Regions from separate parts of the Mus musculus genome. Here regions 1, 2, 3, 4, 5 and 6 are each linked to region 7. A link is a contact called in public ChIA-PET and promoter capture Hi-C data. All regions are on one chromosome and are shown on one strand. Each heading gives the region's core, a stretch centred on a gene start, on an enhancer-like site or on the middle of the called end of the contact. The rest is flanking DNA. Distances are from core to core; before and after follow the strand shown.

Evidence for each region. Promoter capture Hi-C pulls out the DNA fragments that hold promoters and counts their contacts. ChIA-PET counts read pairs in DNA pulled down with a chosen protein or histone mark.
Region 1: a contact with region 7 is called in a promoter capture Hi-C map of erythroid cells, with 28 times the contacts expected there. The contact joins the promoter of Dennd4a here to the promoter of Parp16 in region 7. A contact is called at or near these places in 1 of 39 promoter capture datasets (erythroid cells), 2 of 484 Hi-C or Micro-C datasets (the G1E-ER4 cell line and Th1 cells), 3 of 115 datasets of contacts at active chromatin or transcription factors (effector CD8 T cells, embryonic stem cells and memory CD8 T cells) and 1 of 9 other capture datasets (adipose tissue).
Region 2: a contact with region 7 is called in a promoter capture Hi-C map of embryonic stem cells. The contact joins the promoter of Rbpms2 here to the promoter of Parp16 in region 7. A contact is called at or near these places in 2 of 39 promoter capture datasets (cranial neural crest and embryonic stem cells), 2 of 484 Hi-C or Micro-C datasets (CD8 T cells and embryonic stem cells) and 2 of 115 datasets of contacts at active chromatin or transcription factors (bone marrow-derived macrophages and embryonic stem cells).
Region 3: a promoter capture Hi-C map of erythroid cells shows a contact between it and region 7, with 8 times the contacts expected there. The contact joins the promoter of Rab11a here to the promoter of Parp16 in region 7. A contact is called at or near these places in 5 of 39 promoter capture datasets (cranial neural crest, erythroid cells, frontonasal cranial neural crest and 2 more), 4 of 484 Hi-C or Micro-C datasets (CD4 T cells, embryonic stem cells and regulatory T cells) and 1 of 115 datasets of contacts at active chromatin or transcription factors (memory CD8 T cells).
Region 4: an RNA polymerase II ChIA-PET map of effector CD8 T cells shows a contact between it and region 7, with 12 read pairs. The contact joins the enhancer-like site here to the promoter of Parp16 in region 7. A contact is called at or near these places in 1 of 484 Hi-C or Micro-C datasets (muscle stem cells) and 4 of 115 datasets of contacts at active chromatin or transcription factors (effector CD8 T cells, embryonic stem cells, memory CD8 T cells and 1 more).
Region 5: a promoter capture Hi-C map of erythroid cells shows a contact between it and region 7, with 31 times the contacts expected there. The contact joins the promoter of Plekho2 here to the promoter of Parp16 in region 7. A contact is called at or near these places in 9 of 39 promoter capture datasets (the C10 cell line, the HPC-7 cell line, embryonic stem cells and 4 more), 17 of 484 Hi-C or Micro-C datasets (B cells, CD4 T cells, CD8 T cells and 11 more), 15 of 115 datasets of contacts at active chromatin or transcription factors (the SCID.adh cell line, bone marrow-derived macrophages, effector CD8 T cells and 6 more) and 1 of 9 other capture datasets (embryonic stem cells).
Region 6: a contact with region 7 is called in a promoter capture Hi-C map of pre-B cells. The contact joins the promoter of Oaz2 here to the promoter of Parp16 in region 7. A contact is called at or near these places in 2 of 39 promoter capture datasets (erythroid cells and pre-B cells), 1 of 484 Hi-C or Micro-C datasets (natural killer cells) and 1 of 115 datasets of contacts at active chromatin or transcription factors (pro-B cells).

Annotation. Positions count from the first base shown.
Region 1 is chr9:64,809,691-64,812,539 of GRCm38.p6, forward strand. It overlaps Dennd4a (DENN/MADD domain containing 4A), which reads left to right and starts at 1,321. Exons shown (of 35, transcript NM_001162917.1): 1 at 1,321-1,330; 2 at 1,650-1,896. It overlaps Gm36459 (a long non-coding RNA gene), which reads right to left and starts at 1,725. Exons shown (of 3, transcript XR_379559.2): 1 at 1,637-1,725; 2 at 1,256-1,412.
Region 2 is chr9:65,628,946-65,631,941 of GRCm38.p6, forward strand. Rbpms2 (RNA binding protein with multiple splicing 2) reads left to right here and starts at 1,637. Exons shown (of 8, transcript NM_028030.3): 1 at 1,637-1,952. The coding sequence starts at 1,884.
Region 3 is chr9:64,736,505-64,739,390 of GRCm38.p6, forward strand. It overlaps Rab11a (RAB11A, member RAS oncogene family), which reads right to left and starts at 1,252. Exons shown (of 5, transcript NM_017382.5): 1 at 1,080-1,252. The coding sequence starts at 1,119. It overlaps n-TQctg9 (a tRNA gene), which reads left to right and starts at 1,542; the gene lies at 1,542-1,613.
Region 4 is chr9:65,549,619-65,552,493 of GRCm38.p6, forward strand. No RefSeq gene overlaps it. Among named protein-coding and RNA genes, the nearest start is that of Gm51712, 12 kb to the right of the region's middle. Within about 2 kb of position 1,618, at least 303 of the 459 cell types and tissues checked have an H3K27ac peak or open chromatin away from gene starts, as enhancers often do. A contact at or near this core is called in effector CD8 T cells, embryonic stem cells, memory CD8 T cells and 2 more, where this site is marked.
Region 5 is chr9:65,578,678-65,581,500 of GRCm38.p6, forward strand. Plekho2 (pleckstrin homology domain containing, family O member 2) reads right to left here and starts at 1,410. Exons shown (of 6, transcript NM_153119.3): 1 at 1,261-1,410. The coding sequence starts at 1,272.
Region 6 is chr9:65,674,875-65,677,859 of GRCm38.p6, forward strand. Oaz2 (ornithine decarboxylase antizyme 2) reads left to right here and starts at 1,674. Exons shown (of 5, transcript NM_010952.3): 1 at 1,674-1,891. The coding sequence starts at 1,872.
Region 7 is chr9:65,213,078-65,216,165 of GRCm38.p6, forward strand. It overlaps Parp16 (poly (ADP-ribose) polymerase family, member 16), which reads left to right and starts at 1,613. Exons shown (of 7, transcript NM_177460.4): 1 at 1,613-1,786; 2 at 2,272-2,555. The coding sequence starts at 2,382.

The sequences.
Region 1 (2,849 bases), core at 71-2,570, 400 kb before region 7:
CAAAAAAAAAAAAAGGGGGGGGGGAGGGTGTGGGGATCAACAATGGTATTATTTAATAATTTTCAGTGAAATTAGTGTATTTTTATCTACACAATATAATGTGATGCCCACACATTTTTTAAACAATTTGAACTATATTTGGTGAACTCAGTGTTGAAGAGACTCAAACTTAGATTTAAAAAAAAAAAAACAAACCCTCTCAATCAGGTTCTCTGGTCCATATGTTGTCTAGAATATAAATATAGATGCCATTCTTCAAGTACCACTCACTGTTCCCAGCTGCTTTGTTCCCTACTTGCCATTCAGTGGCTTCGGCCTGCAGTTAGAATTAAGGATAGTCTTGTATTTCTAGGCCCTATACAACGGAGCTCTCAACTCCCTCTCTAATCTAATGGAAGGCTTCTCCAGGCAAAATACATTTCTCATCAACACAGATTCCTCGCAGTTCTAAAAGCCAAGCTCCTCCCTATTGCAGGTTCTCTGCATGATCTTTTTGCTTTACTCAATTCTCTGGGGCCTTTCTTCCATTACTGGCTTCTTCCTGCACTTCAGAGAGGCACAGCCTTGATCACTCTGGTTTCAAAAACCACCCTGTTATCTGCTACCTAGAATTCTTCCTAGAACTTTTATGTTTCTTCTCCAAGCATTAAATATATTTGGTTGTTGTTGTTGTTGTTGTTGTTGTTGAGCTTCTCCCACTAGACCTCAACTCCCTCAAAGCAGACCTTTTCTGGTTCCCTGACTGTTGTGTGTCAGCCCTGCTGGGTTTTCCAACAATATTGTCTGGATGAATGAGTCCAAGAGAAGGAGTGGAGGTATAAAATAAAACTGTAATCTCGGTTGGCAATAAAGATGAAGCCTGTTTTGCATAGATTAACTTCAACCTAGAGGAATTTTTTTTTAAAAGGTCCTATTTCTTCCTTCATTTGTTCATAGAATTCCAGCTAACATTATTCAATACTTTTTAGGCATACACTTTACATTTCTGAGTAACTCTGTAGAGGTAATCAACCTTTATTATCCACATTTTTCAAAGGCATCTTGCCAATAGCCATTAACAGTAGACCTGCAGTCTAGTTTAAGTAGGCCATATCCAATTAATCAATGTAATGGACACCCTTTCAATCAACAATAGCTGTTTTATCAACGCGCTTTTCAGAGAACCCCTCTGAATTCCCCCTTTTCCCTGACCTCTGTCTCGGGACTGAAAGCTACTGGTGGTTGCTAACCGCTTAGGGGGTTTTCTGCAGAATACCAGTGACTTTGGTGGGCGGATCTCAGCTCAGACCACTGCACCAAGCAGCAGTGCCGGGAAGGAAGAAGCAGGTCTGTTGGCCATAGCTGGATGCTTGTGAAAGAGGAAGGTACAGTGCGCCTTGTTCTTACTCGCCAGGGGCTCGGAATCTCCCAACCTGAAGGGGAACCACGACGCGTTTCCCCAGCTACACTCGCCGTCACCAGCCAGCCCGGCCCCACCCCGCCCACAGCCCCACCCAGCGGCCCGCCCACTTGCGGGACCCTTGTTAGTCCCCTCCCCCCACGACCCACCCCCTAGCTCGGCCCATTCCTGCCCCTCGGGTCAGATTCGGCCTGTGATTGGTTTTTGTTGCCATAGTCCCCGCCCCCATGTCTTTACCGTCACTCCCAAGATGGCGCCGGCCGCGGCGGGTTCGGCGGCTGGTGCTGAGGAAGGAGGCGGAGGCTTTGGCGACCGCGCGGGGAGGGGGAGTCCCGTCTGACTGAGACGGCTGGGCGGAGCGCCGGGCCGGGAGATGAGCTAAGCTGGCTGCAAGCGCCGCGACATTCAGCCCCCTCGTGTCCCGCCCGCCGCGCATGAGGGGATCAGACTCTGCATCTCAGGCTCTTCCCGGTGCTCGCGCGGGGGCCGGCGGGGAGGTGAGTGGCGGGGGCGGCGGCGTGGGCATCGGTGGCATAGGGAGCTGTCACGGCCCTGAGGAGGTGACTGGCAGGGGGACGCCGAGCCGGGTGATAGGACTTGGAGGGCCGCTAGGCGCGGGCAGCTGCTAGGAGGGGCTCTGGCCGTCCCGGAGGATGGCGAGATGCTGTCGATGGCGTTCGCGCGCCTCCGTGTGGGAACGAGCGCGGGACACCGGGGGGGTCCCTCCGGACTGGCCATTTGGTGCTGGCCTGGGGCTGTTGTTGTTGGGGTGATGGGGCGGGGGCGGACGGTGGGGAGGTCCTGAAGCTGGGATTTTGACAAGCTCGTTACGTAAGGTTGCTTCCCGGAATCCCACCTGCTCTGGGTTTCAAACCCGCGGCGGGGGCTGCTTTCCCGCGGCTGTTCAGTCCAGATGCCGGGGCCCGGCTGGGGCTCAGGTTCCACGTGAGCCCGGCCAGCGTCCAAGTTGACCAGTGTGTGTGTGTGTGTGTGTGTGTGTGTGTGTGTGTGTGTGTGTGTGTGTGTCTGTGCACACGCGCGCGCAATTCTTGGTCATCACCACTCCTTTTGAAGTTTATCTCTTTCTAGAGGGGAAAGACGAAGGAGGGGGCAGGGGGAGAAGGGGCAAAAAAGCTTGTGACCTAGAATTGGGTCGCAGCGACATCTCTTTTATGGTGCTTTTAAATGACAGGACGTAAAGGGAAACTTGGATGTTGCTGCTCCAGTGTGCTTTTCCTTCAGACGAATGGTTGGCCTCAGAGCGGTAGAGACGGTTTTTATTTGTCTTATAGGACAGTTATTTCTTGTTTGCAAAACAGGACAGGCATCAGTCAACAGGCTTGTATTTATCTGAGGGGAAAGTGGGTGTCAGCCAGCCAGAGAGACATGGGAGGGCAGGAATTGTGTCACTCTGTGAGTATATTGTTCTTTTAAGTGTGTTAGATATGAA
Region 2 (2,996 bases), core at 387-2,886, 420 kb after region 7:
AGGCCCGGGTCACAGTAGGGGTTCAACAATTACTTCCCAAATGGGTGAACATATCATTGGCAAAACCTCCATTTACTTATCCGTGAGATGACAAGTTATCAGGGAGTCACAGCACAGCTCTCACGCATGATGGAGCTAACTCTATTTGGCAGGTCCGCACAGGGAAGTCCCCAGGGACTAAGCCAATGCCCAAGGTCAAGGTTCCTAACTGGTAAGGGGGCTGCAAACCAAGACTTTTTTTCACCTGGACCGCCTCTGAGCGCGGCCTCACGCCCCGAATCCCGCTACCAAGACTTAAGTTCCGTGCTTTGAGTCGGGGCAGTAGATCCCACCGGGAGACACCTGAGCCGAGCCCAATCCGCTCTCCTCTCAGCTATGGCTGCTCAAGGATTATCGGGGACTGCGGCTGGGATGTCTCAGTGCACATAAAGGAACCCATGGGCAGGGGCGCACGAAAGAACCCCAGTGCTCTGGCGGCTCCGCAGGGCAGTCAGGGCCGCTACTCTTCCAGTGCGACTTCAGGTAGGTGCCGGTTTTTTACAGGCTGCTGGCAGGAGACGTCCTGGTCAGCATTTATTCGGCCTGGGGGAAAATCCGGCCCTGAGGCCGCCCCCCCCCCCCCCCCCCGCCACCACTGGGTGGGAGTCTAGGCGACCCCGCCCTAGGCGTCAGCCGGCTCTTCCCTCCCCCACCCTGGGGTTCGGAATTGGAGCGGAAAAAGAACGAGCCGTGAGAAGTCTTAAAAGCGGGGTGGAGGTAACGAACGGAACCTTCTAGGTTAGTCGAGGTACCCCCCCTTCCTGAAGTTAAAAAGGATTGGGCTTCCTTCACCTCCTCTTTTGAGGTGACGGAGGTTGTGAGAGTGAGGAAAGAATTTGTATTCTAATCCCCACCAACTGGGCTGGAATCCTCTGGCCAGATAGGGGAAGTGATTTCCTCAAGGTCACTCAGCCAAAAAAAAAAAAAAAAAAAAAACTCTCGGTGACTTGCTCAAGATCAGGTGTTTGCCGCCCTACCCCTTCCTCGCCTTCACCCCCAAAACCCGGTCCCCGGCTGCTTCGCGCGAAGAGAACCGCTGGCCCGGACCCGACAGGAATTCGGGGCGAACGATGTGCTCGCGACAGCCTACACCTCCACATCTGGGCATGAAACCGGGAGCCCCGCTGCCGCCGCCGCCGCCCTCGCCCTGGCTGGGGATGCAACGTGCGGGTCACCTCAAGCTCCACCCAAGCCCGCGCGGCTCCTTTAAGAAAAGTTCTCTGAGAGAGTTCATCAAAGTTTAAAAAACTTGTCTGGGAGAAGGGAACGGTGGGGTGCAAGGGAGCCGAGTCGGGGAGAGAAAGGGAGAAGGGGGTGGGGGTCGACCAAGGAAGCGGAGTCGGGAAAACGCCGGAGCCAAGGAAGGCAGAAAGGCCGGAGCGTCGCGGCCCGGGCCGGGGCTGGGGACCGGGCCGGGGCCGGGGCGAGCCCGCACTGGGCTGCGGGGATTGGCTGCGCGTTCCCCCGGAGACCGCGCGCGGGGCGGGGGCGGGGCGGGGGAGGGGCGGGCCGGGCCCCAGCTGAGGCCGGTTCCGGCGCCCGCCCCCTCCTCCGGCGCCCGCCCCCCGCCGCCGCGAGCGCACTCGCGGGCCGCCCTGAAAAGCCGGAGGCGGTGGCCGCACGGGCTCCGCTCCCTCGGGTTCCCGGTGCCTTGCCCCTCCGGCCGCCTCCCGCACCCGCCAAACTTAATGTGATCCCCCCCCCCTTTCCTTTCTCCGTAGCCTGACGCGGCAGCAGCCGCTTTCCTCACCAGCTCGCACTCTCCTCGGGGGCGCACGGCTCGCCGTGCCCCTGCCCACCACGGGACAGAGCGTCCCGCTTCCCTCTCCGCGTCCCCCCTCACCATGAGCAACCTGAAGCCGGACGTCGAGCACTGCACGGGCGCGGGCACCGGCAGCCCGCTGGAGGAGGAGGTGGGTGTGCGGCCGCGGGAGCCGGCGCGCGTGAGGTGCACGCGGGGCCGCGGGCGGCGCGAGGTCCTGCGGGCCACCGCTCCTGGCGCCTTCCCTCCGCTGCCCTTCGCCCTGGGGAGGAGCAGCCCATGTCCAGCGGGCGGAGGCGTGCGGCCTGAACTAGCCCGGCGGGGCCGGCATTGTCTCCCCGCCCTCCGGGGCTCGAGGAGGGCGCGCGTCCCCGTGGTGGGCTCGGGGCGCCGCGGAGGTCCTACTCCCGCTGCCCTCCTTCCCCAAGCCCGGTGGGGCTTACGCTTCGCCTGAGGCGCGCCTCCTGGGTGGCCTGGACCTCCGCCCCGACTGTAAGGAGCTGAGAGGGATTATCCCGGTGGGTGCGGGAAGCTGGCTCACCCTCCAGCCTTTCCACCTCGCCCCCTCCCCGTGACCTTGGAGGCCTGGCCGGCTGCCCTGCGCTTAGGTTAGAGCTGTGGTCTCAGTGGGCAGGCGGGCTTTTCGCCCTGTCTCAGAACTTGGGCTTCTTCAGAGAGTTGAGCCGGCAATTTAATTAAAGTCGGAAAAGAGAGAAGTTAGAAGCCTTGAGTATCCCCTGTTCTCGCCCTTTGACCTAGTAGCCAAGCCAGTACCCCACACTGGCCAGGGTGGGATCTTCCAAGGAGAGGTGACATAATCTTGTCCAGCTGCCCTATGCAGAAAAAGAGGTTATGAGACCGCGTCAAGGAATCATCACTGCTCGTGGTTTTATCGCCTGGTGAGGACGACGTACTTGTGGGGGATAAAAAACCTTTAAGGTAACTTCGAGTGGAAACTAGGCAGGCCGGCTCAACTACTATGGGTTCTAGGCTCCTAGGGAGCTCTTTAACGTATGCTGTGTCACTCCAGGGCTGAGAGACCCTTCCTGCCCCGCCCTGGCATACTTTTGCCCAGGAAACCAAGGGCCAGTTATCCAGCCCTAGGGCCCTTCCCCTTGGTCTGGGGTAGAAACCGCAGAGGCCCTGATGTTTCTTACTGGTTGTGCTAATGAGTTGGTGCAGAATGACCCACTGT
Region 3 (2,886 bases), core at 2-2,501, 480 kb before region 7:
TCTTCGCGGACTCAACCCATAAGCAAGTCTCTATTTACATTCTTCCCTGTTCTGTCCACCGGCTCCACATTTCCCCCCATCCTGTAATAAATTCTTGATTTCACTAAAAGGGCACGCTAGCACTATAACCCTCTCTCACTGTTTGGGAAAGGTATGTGACCAACCAGGGTTCTTCCCTTCCTGTCGGATCCTCCCAGTATTGCAGCAGGAAGCAACCAGTCCACAGTGATAAGCTCGCTAGTATTTGTGCAGCGCACAACCTTTCCTGTTCGGGAACTGGGCCTTCAGGTCTGGCAGGGATAACAGCCACCACCCATCCGCAGCCCCTTCTCGAAAGCCAAGTAAAAGGAGTTATCCCGGTCTGGTTGTAGCTAGGCAGGGACAGAGATGAAAAGGGGGGGAAAAAAAAAAAAAAAGAAAAACGCGAGGTGGGAAGTCATCTGCTTGCCTGGACACTGCGACAAGTGCATGAACGCCAGGAGTGATGGACAGCCCCTCTTGCCCTCCCCTTCTCTCCCTCCCACCAGCCAGGTCGCTCCGGAGTGCTAAACATTAGTTGCCCGTCTGTGGGGAGGGAGGGGACAGTCCGCGGGTACTGACCTCGAGGTCTGCGGGGATGGGGGTGGGGGCCCGGGGACGGGCGAATCTGGCCGAAGCCCAGGAAAAGGCTCACGAGGAGGGAAGGGAAGAAAAGGGAAACGAACAGAAAAGAGAAAAAGCAACACCCCCGCCCCCCGAGCCAGTGGGTGTCCCGATATGGGTGCTCAGCCCAGGCAGGGGCCTGTCAGAGGGGGGACGTGAGACGAGCAGCAGCATCCAAGAGGAGGGGCTCGAGACGCCCAGGGAAGGAACTGCACGGCCGTGAGGGACGCAGCCATCGGGGAGGACATACAGAGAGGGGCGCCGCGGCTCGTCAGGCCTCCCAAGGGCGCGGGAACCCGGACGAGCGGCGGGACCCCCGACGGGGCGGCAGGAAGGAAGCGCCGAGGCGGACTCCGACCAGGGCAGGGCTGGCCCTGCGCGGGTCCCCCGGGAGTGTCTCGGGCCCCAAATGGGCTCTCGCTGGCCCACGGCCTCACCTTTAAAGAGGTAGTCGTACTCGTCGTCGCGGGTGCCCATGGCGCGGCCGAGGAGCTGAGGGGCGGGAGCGGCGGTGGCAACGGCGGCGGGACCAGGGGGCGTCGCTGCAGGGGTAACCCGAGCGAGCGAGGAGCTTCAGCTGCCGGACCCGGTGACGAGCCCCGCCCTGTATGCGTCACTTCCGGAAGGCCCCAGCCCCTCGCAGAAAGTACTTCCGGAGAGATGGCACCCCGCCCATAAGCTAGGCAGGGTGGAATGCGCAGGAGTGGACACCACATTCTCACCCGGCTTTGGGAAGGCATACAGGAAAAACAATCCTAAAATGGTCCTTGGAGCCTTTGGCTTGTTCTTCTCCCCAATCATTCAGAGAAGCGAAGTGTAAATCTTTTAGTATCTGGCTTCCGGTTGGGGGCGGAGTTTTGTCAGCATTAGAGACCCGAAGGCACTGCTGCCTCCGTGCTGGTTCCATGGTGTAATGGTTAGCACTCTGGACTCTGAATCCAGCGATCCGAGTTCAAATCTCGGTGGAACCTGCTCCCTTTTCTTCATACTTTTAACTCATATTGATTGTATTCTTTAGCTCATATTGAATAATAGAATAACCTTGTTATATCTGCTCTTGGATTGAACCACAGGTAGCCTTTACCTATGAAGACTACACTAATCAATCTTGTCAATTCAGTAGTATCTGATCTTCATGGAGACCTATTGAACTCTTTGGTTTTTCTTAGCCTTGGAGAAAGTTTGTTACTTGATTCCTTTTGCTGGAATTTTATACCCTCAGCTTCAGTTAAGGATAGGCACTCCTCACCCACTCAATCTCTCCACAAATCTATTGCACTATCTCCAGATGTCATTAAGAGAACTTCGCCCACCCTTTCTCATAAAGATTCAAGATCTTGAGTCCTATTTTCTGGCCTTCGAGCTAAGCCCGATTAAATAAATTTTAACACAAGAAGAATGGCAATTCCCATGTTAGCAAATATCAGTGTTAAGACTCAAGAAATTTGCCACAGCATCTCCTAATAATTTTGTTCTTGTTGTTTGAGGTGGTTTCACTCCCCCTCTGTACCCCAGAATATAGCTCAGGCTGGCCCTGCTGTCCTCCTCTGCCCCTTCCCACCTCCACCTCCGTCCACACAGAGGCATAGTCATCTAATAATTCCTGGGAAACAGATGTTTGTCATTCAGCCTACAGATGGAATTCAAATTGCTAATCAACTGACCTTAAGCAGAGATGTTATTTTTTTATTATCTGAATAAGCTCAGGGTTGTCCTTAAGGTCTTTCCAAAGTTGGAAGGAGGATTGTCAGCAGGGACGAGATGTTCTTCCAGACAGCCACCAGCAAGTCTGAGGAGTTCCCTTATCTATTAGGGACCTGGATTCGGAGAAAAACTGATTCTTGACTTTGCTGCAGCAAAACATTTCAGGATGAACCAATATGTGAGACAATCAGACTTTATTAGAAGAGATTTTTAATATAGATTCTAAGCTATATACTTAAGAGGAAGTGAGGGTCTCAGAAAGAAAGGTGTGGCCAAGAACATGTCTGGGAGTGCCTCAGAGAGGACTAGAGTTTCTGAGGAATCCAAGATCACAGGGCGGCTCCTACTTGGTGAGTAGAAACTTAACTGATGGGGTAACATCCAAGGTCACAAAGAAAGGTTGCAGGGGAACCTGGGGTGTTTTTCCTGTAAGCAAAGCTCTAGCCTTGTTTATGAGATGGGGAAAAGGGTGGCCACACTTAACCATCAAGGCTTCGTCCTTAAGGATAGTTCATTGCTGTTTTAACACTCTCTCTGATA
Region 4 (2,875 bases), core at 368-2,867, 340 kb after region 7:
CCTCAGCTTCTCTTTCCTCTCCCATCCCTTAGTACTTTCTCTACAGGATACCCCATAACGAATTCACTGTGGATCTAGAAAAATTTATTCACCGTTCATCTGCCTCAGATGTTCTCCCTCACTTGTGTCTGGTAAACTCTTAGTCACCTTACGAATCCCAGATAAAGGCCACCTCCATGAAGCCACATCCTGTTCCCTGACTCAAAGCAACCAGAGACATCTGCCCTACTATATAGGACTTGACCATCTAATAATGAAGAGCTTGCCTCAGCGTGTTTCCTGTCTCCTGAGTGTCAGTCAGGGAGCCACATGCCAGAGGACCCCGTTTTCTTGTACTTGGTGTCTATGTATCTGTTGGTGCTGGCATCACCTACTTACTAAATCCTTCCTATATGACAGGCTCTGGACTAGGTGCCCTATCAAAATGATCATCAACAATTCCTTCCTGAGAGATGGGAAAGACTCTGAGGGGCTAAGCAGCCAGCCTAAGCCTCGAAGCTGGTGAAGTGATGCCAGCGACACGGTTCTCCCTTGGAATGTGGCCTCATGCCAATGTTGACACCCCCCACCCCCACCCCAGATGTGGTCTCCAAGGAAACACCAATCTCACACCTAACTAGAACTGAGCGTGGAAGAGCCTTTTGTGTCTGTGCAGCTATCAAGCTGGGATCTCTTCTTTCTTTTCTGGGGTGTGTGTGTGTGTGTGTGTGTGTGTGCTGGGGTTCAAACCCAGAGTCTTTTACATCCCCACTGACTCACACCCCTAACAGAGTTGCAGATGATTTTTCTTTTCTGTTCTTTTTTTTTTTTTTTTTTTTTTTGAGACAGGGTTTCATGTTGCCTTAGCTGGCCTCAAACTCGACAGATAGCTGAGGGTGACATTATACTCCTGAGCCTCGTGCCTCTACCTCCCAAGCACTGGGATTACAGGAATGTGCCACCACACCCTGTTCTGGTTTGTGATTTCTTTAAAAGGAATTTTTAATAAGAAACCAAAGAAAAGCCAAATATACACACATACCACACACATTTTTAGCAAAACAGATAAGCAGGTTTGGATCCTCCCTCTGAGCTGTTACTTCCTCATCTAAAACTGGTGATTGAGACTGGACGGTCTCAAAGATGCTTATCAATCTACATATCCTGTGATGCCATGATTGGTTTCTCAGCTGGACAGTGGGGACATGAACTTCAGGAGCAATACAGGGGGACACTGTCAACTAACTGACCAGTGCCCACCCCTTCCCTGCCTAGGAGCCACCCTGATTCCTTCTCCAGGCATTCAGAGGCCTTAGCCAGCTTAAGCATCCGTGGGCTGCAGCCTTTCAGTGTCCAGACCCCCAGCTTTCAGCTTCCAGAGAGGTCCTGTTACTTCACTTCGGTTTAGTCTGTTCCCTTCTTAGCCAATCTCCCTCCCACTCCCAGCCTCGCCTAGACCTCCCTCTCCTCCCCAGTCCAACCAGTGGGACTTTCTGGAAAGCCCCACTCTGAGCTGACACAGGATGGGGAGCAGAGAGGCTTGTGGGTGGGTTCCTGCAGAGGCTCAGGGCTCACAGCTGTAGCCCTTGGAGCCTCAGTCATTTCCCTTCCCCCGCCCACCCAGCTGGGAGACCATGAGTTTTCATCACAGCTAAGTTGTTGCCCTTATAAGGGAAGGCCCTACGAGCCAGAGCCCGAAGCACACCCTGCCCGTGGCCTGCTGGTGAAGAGCCAGGCAGGGCCTTAGGGCATCCTCCAGATGTGGAAAATGGGGATGGCCCAAGCCCAAATGTCTGGGCTGAACATCTACCTGAAGCACAGACTCTCTAGGGAGCTAAAAGGAAGCCCTCAGTTGTGGGCTCTGGCTAGGACCTGCCAGGGAGTCATAGCCCCTGGCCCTAATAGTAACTCTGGCCTCCTAGGCAGATTCTTAATGTACTAGGCTGTGAAGTTGGTTGAATGCTGTCTTTCTCCTGAGGTTTCTATGACAAGAACAACTCAGTAGACTCAGCAAACATAGGTATTCTATGAGGCTACAGTGCTGGCCTTATTAAGCACTCCACAGGAGACACAGCTCCCCACAGAATCAGTCCACATCACACACAGGAGGCTCTGCCGTGAACCAAGGCAGTTTTTCCTGGTCCCTGTCTCTACCACCTGGCTGGGTTTTATTCAGTGCCAGGGATGAAATGAGGGCTTCATTTATGCTGGGCAAGCTCTGTGTAGTTGAACTAGGTCCTCTGCCCATTCCTGGGGGTTGAATCCAGGTACATTCACTTCCAAAGCTGAATTTGTTTGTGTTTGTTTGTTTTGTCGTCATCGTTGTTGTTGTTTTCCCTTTAGACCCTGTTTCCTCCAGAATTGTGGGATTTTGTTTGTTTGTTTGTTTGTTTGTTTTGTCTTTTGGATTTTTTTGAGACAGAGTTTGTACAGTGCTGGCTGTCCTCGAACTCAGAGATCCACCTGCTTCCAGAGCCCAAACATGAGTAGACATGGAGAGGGGACAAGAAGACCGCCCCTGTACACCAAGACCTTGTCTTGTTGCTGAGCTCTATGTGAAAGCAACCAAGTCATGGTTTGCCAAACTACCCACAAGCCTTCAGACGCCCGAGGTGACTGCAGAAGTGTTCTACAGAAAGGCTCAGCTTTTCTGCACGGGCCTCCAGCCCCAAGACCAGAGGGAAAGAAAGTTCTTACCACATCCTTCCTTAGTCCGTTGTTGGCCACCAACACATCCCAGTAAGCTAGTTCCTGGGTCAGGGTTAAACAGAGTAAGGAGACTCCTCTCCTATAAATGTAGCTGTCACATGCCAGGCTGGTGGCAGGGAAATTCACAAGGGTCACGGCCACAGTTCATGCATCCAAGGTCAGGTGCTTCCTGTTATGTTGGCCACAG
Region 5 (2,823 bases), core at 160-2,659, 370 kb after region 7:
TTTTGATATCTGGGAGTCACAAAGTAGCCATGTTAGAGATTAGGGACCAGAGGGAGAACAGGGCTGACTTTGCTGAGCCCAGGAAGCCCCAGGAGAACTTCCTTTAACTGGGGACCAAAGCAGATCAGGAGATGGAGTAATTCTGACCCACATCCTCTGGGAGCACGGGGAGGGGCTTTGGACAGAGAGCACAGCCATTGCAGGAGTGGAACCGAGGGCAGGCAGCCGCCATGACAGCAAGGAAAGAAACCACAGCAAAACATAGTGGCCTGACTTTGACCCCTACCTGTACCCACTCTGAGTGCAGGGACCACAGTTAGGTCTAGCGGAGGAGGGTAGGCCCTGTGTTTCATAGAAGAGGAAACCCGGGCTGAGAGGGGAAGTGACTTATCTACCACCTCACAGAAACTCGGGGTCTAGCCTAGAGGGAACAGCCAGCCTTGCAGTGACTCCAGGAAATACGCAAGTGCTCACTGACAGGAATACGGATGGCTGAGCTCACTGAAGGCTCCCCAGCTGGCCTGGGTGGCTACAGGAGGGAAGGCTTCATCTTCTTCCCCGCCCTTCAAGGGATAAGAATGTCTTCTTACTCGTGCAATAAGTGACTGCTGTATACTGAATACTTGGATAACGAGAATGTGGCCAAAATCTAGTTTGTATGCAGAGGGCAGAGGAGGCCCAAGGGACGTTGCTGATCCAGTCCTTGCTACCGGGAGACTCAGTTGACCTGACCCTTCAACTAACATCCTCTGATAGACACAGCTCAAGAGCACTGGGAACTCTGAGATATTTACACAAGGAAGACAAAAGCAATTTCTTCGTTCCTGCCATCAGGCTCCGTTACAATCTCAGATTTCTTGAAAACAGTGACCCAGGACCCTGAAGAACTTCCCTCCCCTAACACACACCTCAGAAGCAGACCTGGCTGAGGCAGGCAAAGAAAGCCAAGAAAGGGTGTAACGGGATTCAAGCACAGCAACCCTGTCTACTTTCAGCAAGTCACCCAACTCTCCAGAGCCTCAGTCTCCCCATCAATCCAATGGGAACCATGACAGGCACTGTTTCCAGTTGGTAAGAAACGCCCAAAACATAACTGAGGATGCTGTCGGCGGGATGCAGACGAGACCTCCATCCCGCCCCTACCCCATTGGTCCAGGTTCTGCTTGAAGGGAAGGACTGTGCAGAAAGACCCGTGGAAGTAGGACGGGCAGCACCCGAGCCCAGCACTCTTGTTCCGTCTGGCCCAGCCCTCGCCCTCACCTCCTCCTCCATGGCGAGTTTGCAAGGTCCGGCGGCTTCGCCGCTTACTGCTGCCCGCGTTGCGCGGGCTCCGCTTGCTCCATCTACGCGCAGCCGGGCGGCGGCTTGCTGTCTTCTGTCCCGCCGGGCGCCCGGGGCCCAAGAAACTTCGGGGGGCGGGGCTGGAGCCGGGGAGGGGCTTCCGGGGGCTGGGGGCGGGGCCAGGGAGGGATACAGCGGCCTCCAAGCCCCCGCCCGCAGCTGGGTGAGGAGCATGGCCGGGTGGGGGGTTCAGGGGCGGGGCCAGGGCGGATCCTGGGCGGGGCCTGTCTTCAGCTCCGGGAATGGACGGAAGAACCTAGGCGGAGCTGAAGTAGCAGGAAGAGGGCGGAGAGAGGTTTCCCGGACCAAAGCAGGGAGAAGGACTGGGAGGGGGTAGAGGCTAGGGAGGTGGGGGATACGGAGGGGGAGGGGGCTTCCGGCCCAGAGGCGGAGGCGAGGGATGCTGGCGGGGTGGGGCAGGGCGGGGGCGGGGCGGGGCGGGGCGGGGGCGCGGCTGACCAAGCAAGCCCGGGAGGCAGTGGGTAGCTGATGCCTTTGAGGTTGCCTAACCCAGTGGGCCTGGGTTGCGGGGGACTGGATCCAGCTGCCAGGGCAGTTCAGAAATGAGTACACAAAGAGGCTCGTCCCCTTTCTTCCCCCAATTTGAAGTAGTGGCTATGGTCTTCGGTCTGTGGAACTTCAGGGTGGGGCCGGCCATGAGCTTGGAATTTATGACCAGAATCAAGTTTGGACTCGGTTCCTTAATAGAGGGTCTCTGAAATCCCAAACTCTGTGCTCTCCTTTCCCTCGTTCAACCCCTTTCTGGTTCTCATGTTGTGAGCCGACTCCATCACCCTAACTCCCTTCGGCCCTGACCTGACCACGTTGCTAGAGAGTGAAGAAACCCTTTAAGTTCTACCATGTACTTTTATTTTTATTTTGAAGAAACAGGCTCGGAGAGTGACTGTCACAGCCAAACCTCCAGCATCCCGCGCGCGCGCGCACACACACACACACACACACACACACACACACTATCTTTCCTAGTCAGGTGTGCTGCATGCTACAGCACCCAGAATTTTGTGCTTGTGGGATAGATTAATGATGATCTGTTTTGACTCTGGGTGACCTAACCTCAGCTACATCAGTTGACCAAACTTCTCTTTCACTGCCCTCTGCTGGCCTTTGGGCTCAGGTCCTTTTCAGTTCAACGTGAAAGAGGATGGAACACACTGCCCCTCGTGCCTGGAACTGGTCCTTACACCTAAAGGGTGGAGAGGGGTTGTGAGATGACCTATTGGTTAGGAACACTTGCTGCTCTTCCAGAGGACCTGGCTTTGATTCTCAGCACCCACATCGTGGCTCACAACTGTCTGGAACTCCAGTTCCAGACGATCCGAGGTTCTCTTCTGGCTTCCTCGTGTACCAGGGATGTAAGTGGTGCACAGACATAACTGCAGAAAAAACACTCATATACATAAAATAATTTTTTTTTTTTTTGGTTTTTCCAGACAGGGTTTCTCTGTGTAGCCCTGGCTGTCC
Region 6 (2,985 bases), core at 424-2,923, 460 kb after region 7:
GTGAGCCAGAGAACAGTTCTGAATATCTAAGGATAACCATGACAGTTCTTTTACCACTTCAATTTTTGTTTTAAGAAAAAGTAAAACGTAGTGTGAAAGCCCCATCCTTCCTTGGTATCCCCATGATCTGAACACTAAAATCTTGTGTGTGCGACAGAATCCTTAGGTCCCAAGGGGCACTGTAGCTTGGCAGTGGAGGTCATGTTGACCACTGCATTTTGGAGTAATACCAAAGTGAAAAAGTACAGGTTTTTCAAGCTGTCTCTTCTGCGTGTTGCTTTCTTTGCAGTGTCCTTCAGACTGAGTACTTACCTCATATTGTGATGGCCTCTCTCTCTGGACAGATTGTGACATCCAAGGTAGGTACATTGCCTGGCCCATTGTGGAAGCTTCCTGGATTCCTGCCCATGCTAGAAGCACATAGTATGTAGCTATTTACTGAACTTTGACTAAATGAACGGATGATTTGAGGTGACCACTGTGGTCTGAGAGTGCATCCTCTCCCTTTCCCTCTGCCCCACCTCTCTCTCTCTCTCTCTCTCTCTCTCTCTCTCTCTCTCTCTCTCTCTCTCCCCTCCCTCCCCCACCCCCAAGATAGGGTCTCACCATGTTACACTAAGCAGCCTGGAACTTGTTGCCTGCGTACTACAAGCTGGCCTTCAACTCACAGAGCCTCACCTGCCCCTGCTTCCTGGGTGCTAAGATAGATAAAGGCTTACACAGTCTCTACTGACTGCAGTCTAAGTTGACTGCACAGGTTTGACAACTAGGGTTCTCCTGTGAGTGTGGCTGGGATTTGGGGGTGTGTGTACATTGCTGCCTGGCCTCTGTGATTAGAGGGCCAGGTAAGACAGTGGCAGTGCACTAGGTGCCTTGCATGATCGATTGAAGCAGCTTGCACCGATTGGCTGGAAGCCACTGTCATTGTACTATGAATTGAAGGAAAAGATCTGTGGGATTAGATTCACACTGGAAATGGTGCTACTCTATGAGGAGTATTCTTCTATTTCAGATTTTGTTTTGTTTAGTGACATGGGTTTACAAATACTATTCTCCGGTTTCGGTTTGGCCACACACCAAAAGCAGCAAGTGCCCAGTGTGGTGAGGCACACTATTTCCAGCACTTGGCAGGACAGGAAGTAAAGGAAGGAGGATGGGGGTTTCCAAGTCATCTTCCAGTGAGTCTGAGGCTAGCCTGAGCTACAAAGACTGTATCAAAAAACAAACAAAAGGCAGACATGAACGAGTGGAGAGGGCTCAGCGGATAAGAGCACCGGTTGGTCTTCAGAGGACTTGGGTTCAATTCCCAGCCTCTACATGGCAGGTCACACTGTCTGTAACTCCTGTGCCAGGGGATCTGACATCCTCATATAGAGATACATGCAGGCAAAACACCAATGTGTATAAAAAATAAACATACATAAATGATTAAGAAAGAACAAAAGCAGAAATGAAGACTGGCCTTAGCCAAGCAGAACCTGAGTTCCTGGCATCGAGAGAGACCTCTTTCCCCTCTTCTCCCTGGCTACCGCCCCTCTTCCCGAGATGATAGCTTGCCCTTAGTACGCCTGCGCCCAGGCGGGGCGGTGCTTCGCCCTTTGTTGTGGGCCCCAGTTTCCCAGGACACCAAGCGGCGCTGGGTGGGGCTATGCAGATGAGGTACTTGGGGGCGGGGCGGTTGCGCGGCGGCGGCCGGGGAGGGTCAGTTGGAGGCAGGCGCTCGCTGAGGCAAGAGGAGGGCACTCGGCCCGCGGCCTGACAGGGACTTAGCCCACAGAGACCGGCCCGCGCGCGCGACCCCACACCCACCCACTCGTCCACCTACCCACTCCCCGCGCCGCCTCCTCCCACCCTGAGCAGAGCCACCGAGGATGATAAACACCCAGGACAGGTAACGGCCCGGCGCAGGCTCCCCGCCCCCATCCTCCCTCCGCAGCTCCAGAGGCCTTCGCACCCCCCCCCACCCCCGCAGCCTGCCCCCAGCCCCCAGGGGGCTCCATCCGCTCCCACTGTTCCTCTCGCCATCCCAGCCACTGCCACCCGAGTCCTGAAATCGGGCCTCCTTCCGTCCTTTAGCCCCCTTCCTCCAGCCCTGCCCATCCCCCTCATCCGGGTTTTCTCCTCGCCCGGAGCCCCCCCCCCCCAAAAAAAAAAAAAAACCTGGACATAGCCAGTCAGTCGCTCCGTTTTCTTAAGCCCAGTGGGACGGTGCCCAGTCCCCCATACTGTGGGCTTTCTCCCACAGATTCCCCGAATTGGTTCTTATCTTCCCTAAATCTTTCTTACTCCTCCACAAGTCACTTAATCGCTTTAAATCCATTCTCTAGTGAAAATTGCTTCCCAGGCAGACTCCTCTCAGCCCTGCCTGGCTGTCCCCAAAGACAAGCTCTGTCCGGCAGTTCTCAACTCAACCCTTTCCCCCTCTTCCCACCTCCTTGGGATGTGCAGTCCCACTCTCTTCCCCACCCTTCTCCAGGTAGGCCCCATTTTCCTGTCTGGGAACCCCCACTCTTTATTTCTCTAACACTATGGAGTCCATTCCTGCCCTCCAGCCTGTTTTTCCAATGATGTTGCCAACACTCTTCTACACACTCTTACCCTTTAAACACTACAAAGTCTCAGTTGGTACTCATCTTACCGCCCCCCCCCTTCTTTAAAATCATTACAATGCCCAACTTAGTCTCTCCCCTTTCCTGGGAAGATCATTAAGTGCTACCCCCTTTTAAATTTCACTCCAGGGCCTCCAAAACCAGATCCTGGGCCTTTGGAAGTTACCTACCTCAAGACCCAATCCCTGTTTCCCCCAGGATTTGAAATGCATTATTCTTTTGAAATGGTGTGGGTTTCTTAACTTTCAACCAAAGTAGGCAGAAGTCATCCCTTTAGTTACCCTCCCTTTTTCCATGTCCTCAGATATCCCACATTTCTGTCCCAGACAGACGCTCTTCTCCAAAGCTATTCCAGAATTTTCTGATCCCTCAGGAT
Region 7 (3,088 bases), core at 363-2,862:
TTTTTAATTAGGTATTTTCCTCATTTATGAGTCAGTGTTCTTAACCACTGAGCCATCATCTCTCCATCTCATTAATATTCTTTAAAAGTACATTTATTATACTTATGTGGCAGGAGAGGTGGTGAGAAGGTTTTCTCAGAGTGAGGGTCATGCGATATGCCTCAGACATGCAGCAGGTACCTTAGGGTTCCAGATGCTCCATGGGGCCCTAGGGGCCCCAGGACTTGGGGTGCTGGAGGGGTTTTATTTGAGGTCATAGGCTCTCAGACATTTTGGTGATTCCAAATCAGCCCAGGCCTTACAACAACCATTACCATTTGGACTCCTGGGGGTGGTTTGCATCATTGTTTGGCCTGGGAAGCTCTCTAGGGTCTGAGAATATAGTTCTGCCTGTCTTCCCTCCCGAAGTCTGAGGAGCACAGGGCCAGGTCCCATTCGGATGCCCAAGAAGGGGGTGATTTCTCAGAGAGCAGAGCCAGTGTGTGTGTATGTTTATTTATCTAATTAATGGTTGTTTTTGTTTTTGTTTTTGTAAAGTTTTGTTTTGGGGTTTGTTTTTGTTTTTTTTGAGACAGGGTTTCTCTGTGTAGCCCTTGCTGTCCTGGGATTTGATCTGTAGACCAGGCTGGACTTGAACTCAGAGATATGCCTGCCTTTGCTTCTGGTGTGCTGGGACTAAAGGCGTGAGCCACCACCTCTCAGCACGTGTGGGGTCTTTAAAGGGGACTTTTAGTCTAACAATTCAGCACTGGTCTTAGATTTCTATGTGACCAGAAGGCCAAGTGCTTTTTTTCTAGTGAGGTCTTGAAGAAGAAGAGGTAAAGGGAATCTGTTCTTACATTTTTTATTTTATTTTATTTATTTATTTTGGTTTTTCAAGACAGGGTTTCTCTGTATAGTCCTGGCTGTCCTGGAACTCACTTTGTAGACCAGGCTGGCCTCGAACTCAGAAATCCTCCTGCCTTTATTTTAATTTTTTAATGTATTTATTTTATGTATGTGAGTACACTGTAGCTGTACAGATGGTTGTGAGCCTTCATGTGGCTGTTGGGAATTGAATTTTTATTTAGGACCACTGCTTGCTCTGGTCAACCCTGCTCGCTCAGTCCCTGCTTGTTCCGGCCCAAAGATTTATTTATTATACATAAGTGCACTGTAGCTGTCTTCAAACGAATTAGAAGAGGGAGTCAGATCTCATTACCAGTGGTTGTGAACCACCATGTGGTTGCTGGGATTTGAACTCAGGACATTCAGAAGAGCAGTCAGTGCTCTTACCCGCTGAGCCATCTCACCAGCCCTACATTTATTTATTTTGTGTATACGTTCACATGTGGGCACACTTGAGCCTTGGTGCAGGTGTGGAAGTCATAGGACAAATTGCTAGAGTCACTTAGCTCCTAACATATGGGATCCTGGGATAGAACTCAGGTCGTGAGGACGGACAGCAAGTGCCTTTACTCGACCAGTTGCTGAGTCATCTTGGGGTCCGGTCTTTTCCCTTCGGCAGGGTTAGGTCATTGTTCTCCCAGTGCCTGTTTTCCCGACTTCCTGTTAGAGGCCTTCGAAGGAGGAGGATCCTGGGAAATCTGAGGTCAGACATTTGAGCAATTCAGAGAATTGCGGAGGCTGTAAGGTAGAGAGGAAGGTCTTTGGGTCGGCTACAGTGTCTTGAGAAAGTATTGTGTCACTCCGACCTTCAGTTTTCCCTGGGTATCAAGTGGCTTCTTGTGTGCAACGTGTCAGCTCCAGAGGAAACCGATTTATTCAACAGGTGGCAATTCCCAAGGTGAGCGAGGCTGGCTCAACCCGTGGAGCCAGGACAAAGACAATTCCCCGGGGCGGGTCCCGGGGCGGTTTCCACTTGGGGCGGTGGCGAGGATGACTAGCAGCCGCATTGGGCACCTTTGCCCAGCACCCGGGGCAGCTGGGATCCTCCGGGACCTGTGGGCGGGCGCGAGCTGAGCAAGGGCGCGGGAAGGGGCGGGCCTGGGCCGGGTGGGCGGAGCGGCGTGAGAGCGGCGGGCGGGGAGGTAGGCGGTGGCTGCTGGCAGTGTGGGGCGGCCAGGACTGATCGGCCGGGTCCCCGGGGTACTACCCACGCCGGGTGCAATAGCGACAACTCCATACCGGGGACTCCGGGACTGGCGGGACCCGAGAGGCGACTCTCCCAGATCCCGTGTTTCCCCGCACTGAGCGACCGTGCCCAGTGTCCTGCAGAGGACGCTCGCCGGCGCGTTCTCACCAATGTCAATTTGTCACCCCTTTGCCTAGCTCCACCCCCCGGGCTGGAAAACCTGGCAGCAGACGGTCTACGGTCCCCCGGGCCCAGGCCCCGCGCTGCCCCTCCTTGTCTCCTCCCGGCCACGCGCTACGAGCCCGGGATGCAGCTCTCCAACAGGGCAGCAGCCAGGGAGGCAGCGAGCCGCGACGTGCTGGCTGCGGACCTCCGCTGCAGCCTCTTCGCCTCGGCGCTGCAGAGCTACAAGCGGGACTCGGTGCTGCGGCCCTTCCCCGCCTCCTACGCCCGCCACGACTGTAAGGACTTCGAGGCCCTGGTGAGTCCGTCCTGATCCACCGTTGCTCGCTGCATCCTGGGCCAAGTGGCCCTGTGGAACGGCAGGCAGGAGCAGCTCCACCCGTGTTAGAAAACACGCCAATTCCCTGGACTTCCCACCCAGCCTGGCCTTGGGGAAGGTTCCCATCAGCAAGAACACTCCTAAACACCCTCGTGCAGACACACTGCCAGGTCATTCGGTGGCTGCTTCCTTTTGTCAGTGACTTAATCCCAGGAGTGATGGAATAGCTACATAGTCCTCCACAAAACGCTCTAGTGTGGCCCTAAAGGGGCGTTGATCTGAACCAGCTGTTCTGCCTAGATAAGAAGTTGTCCCTCCCTCTGCAACTAGTTAGACTTTGCCCTTCAGATGAAGTTACATATTAACAGTACTTATATAAACTGCCACGCAGTGCACATAGGCGTTGTTACTTTCTGATGATTTATAATTCGGAGTGCTGGGATGGATTACAGGTTTCAGCACTTCGCATGACCCATACATAAATCATATAATTTCTTTAAGAGTTAGGGTAT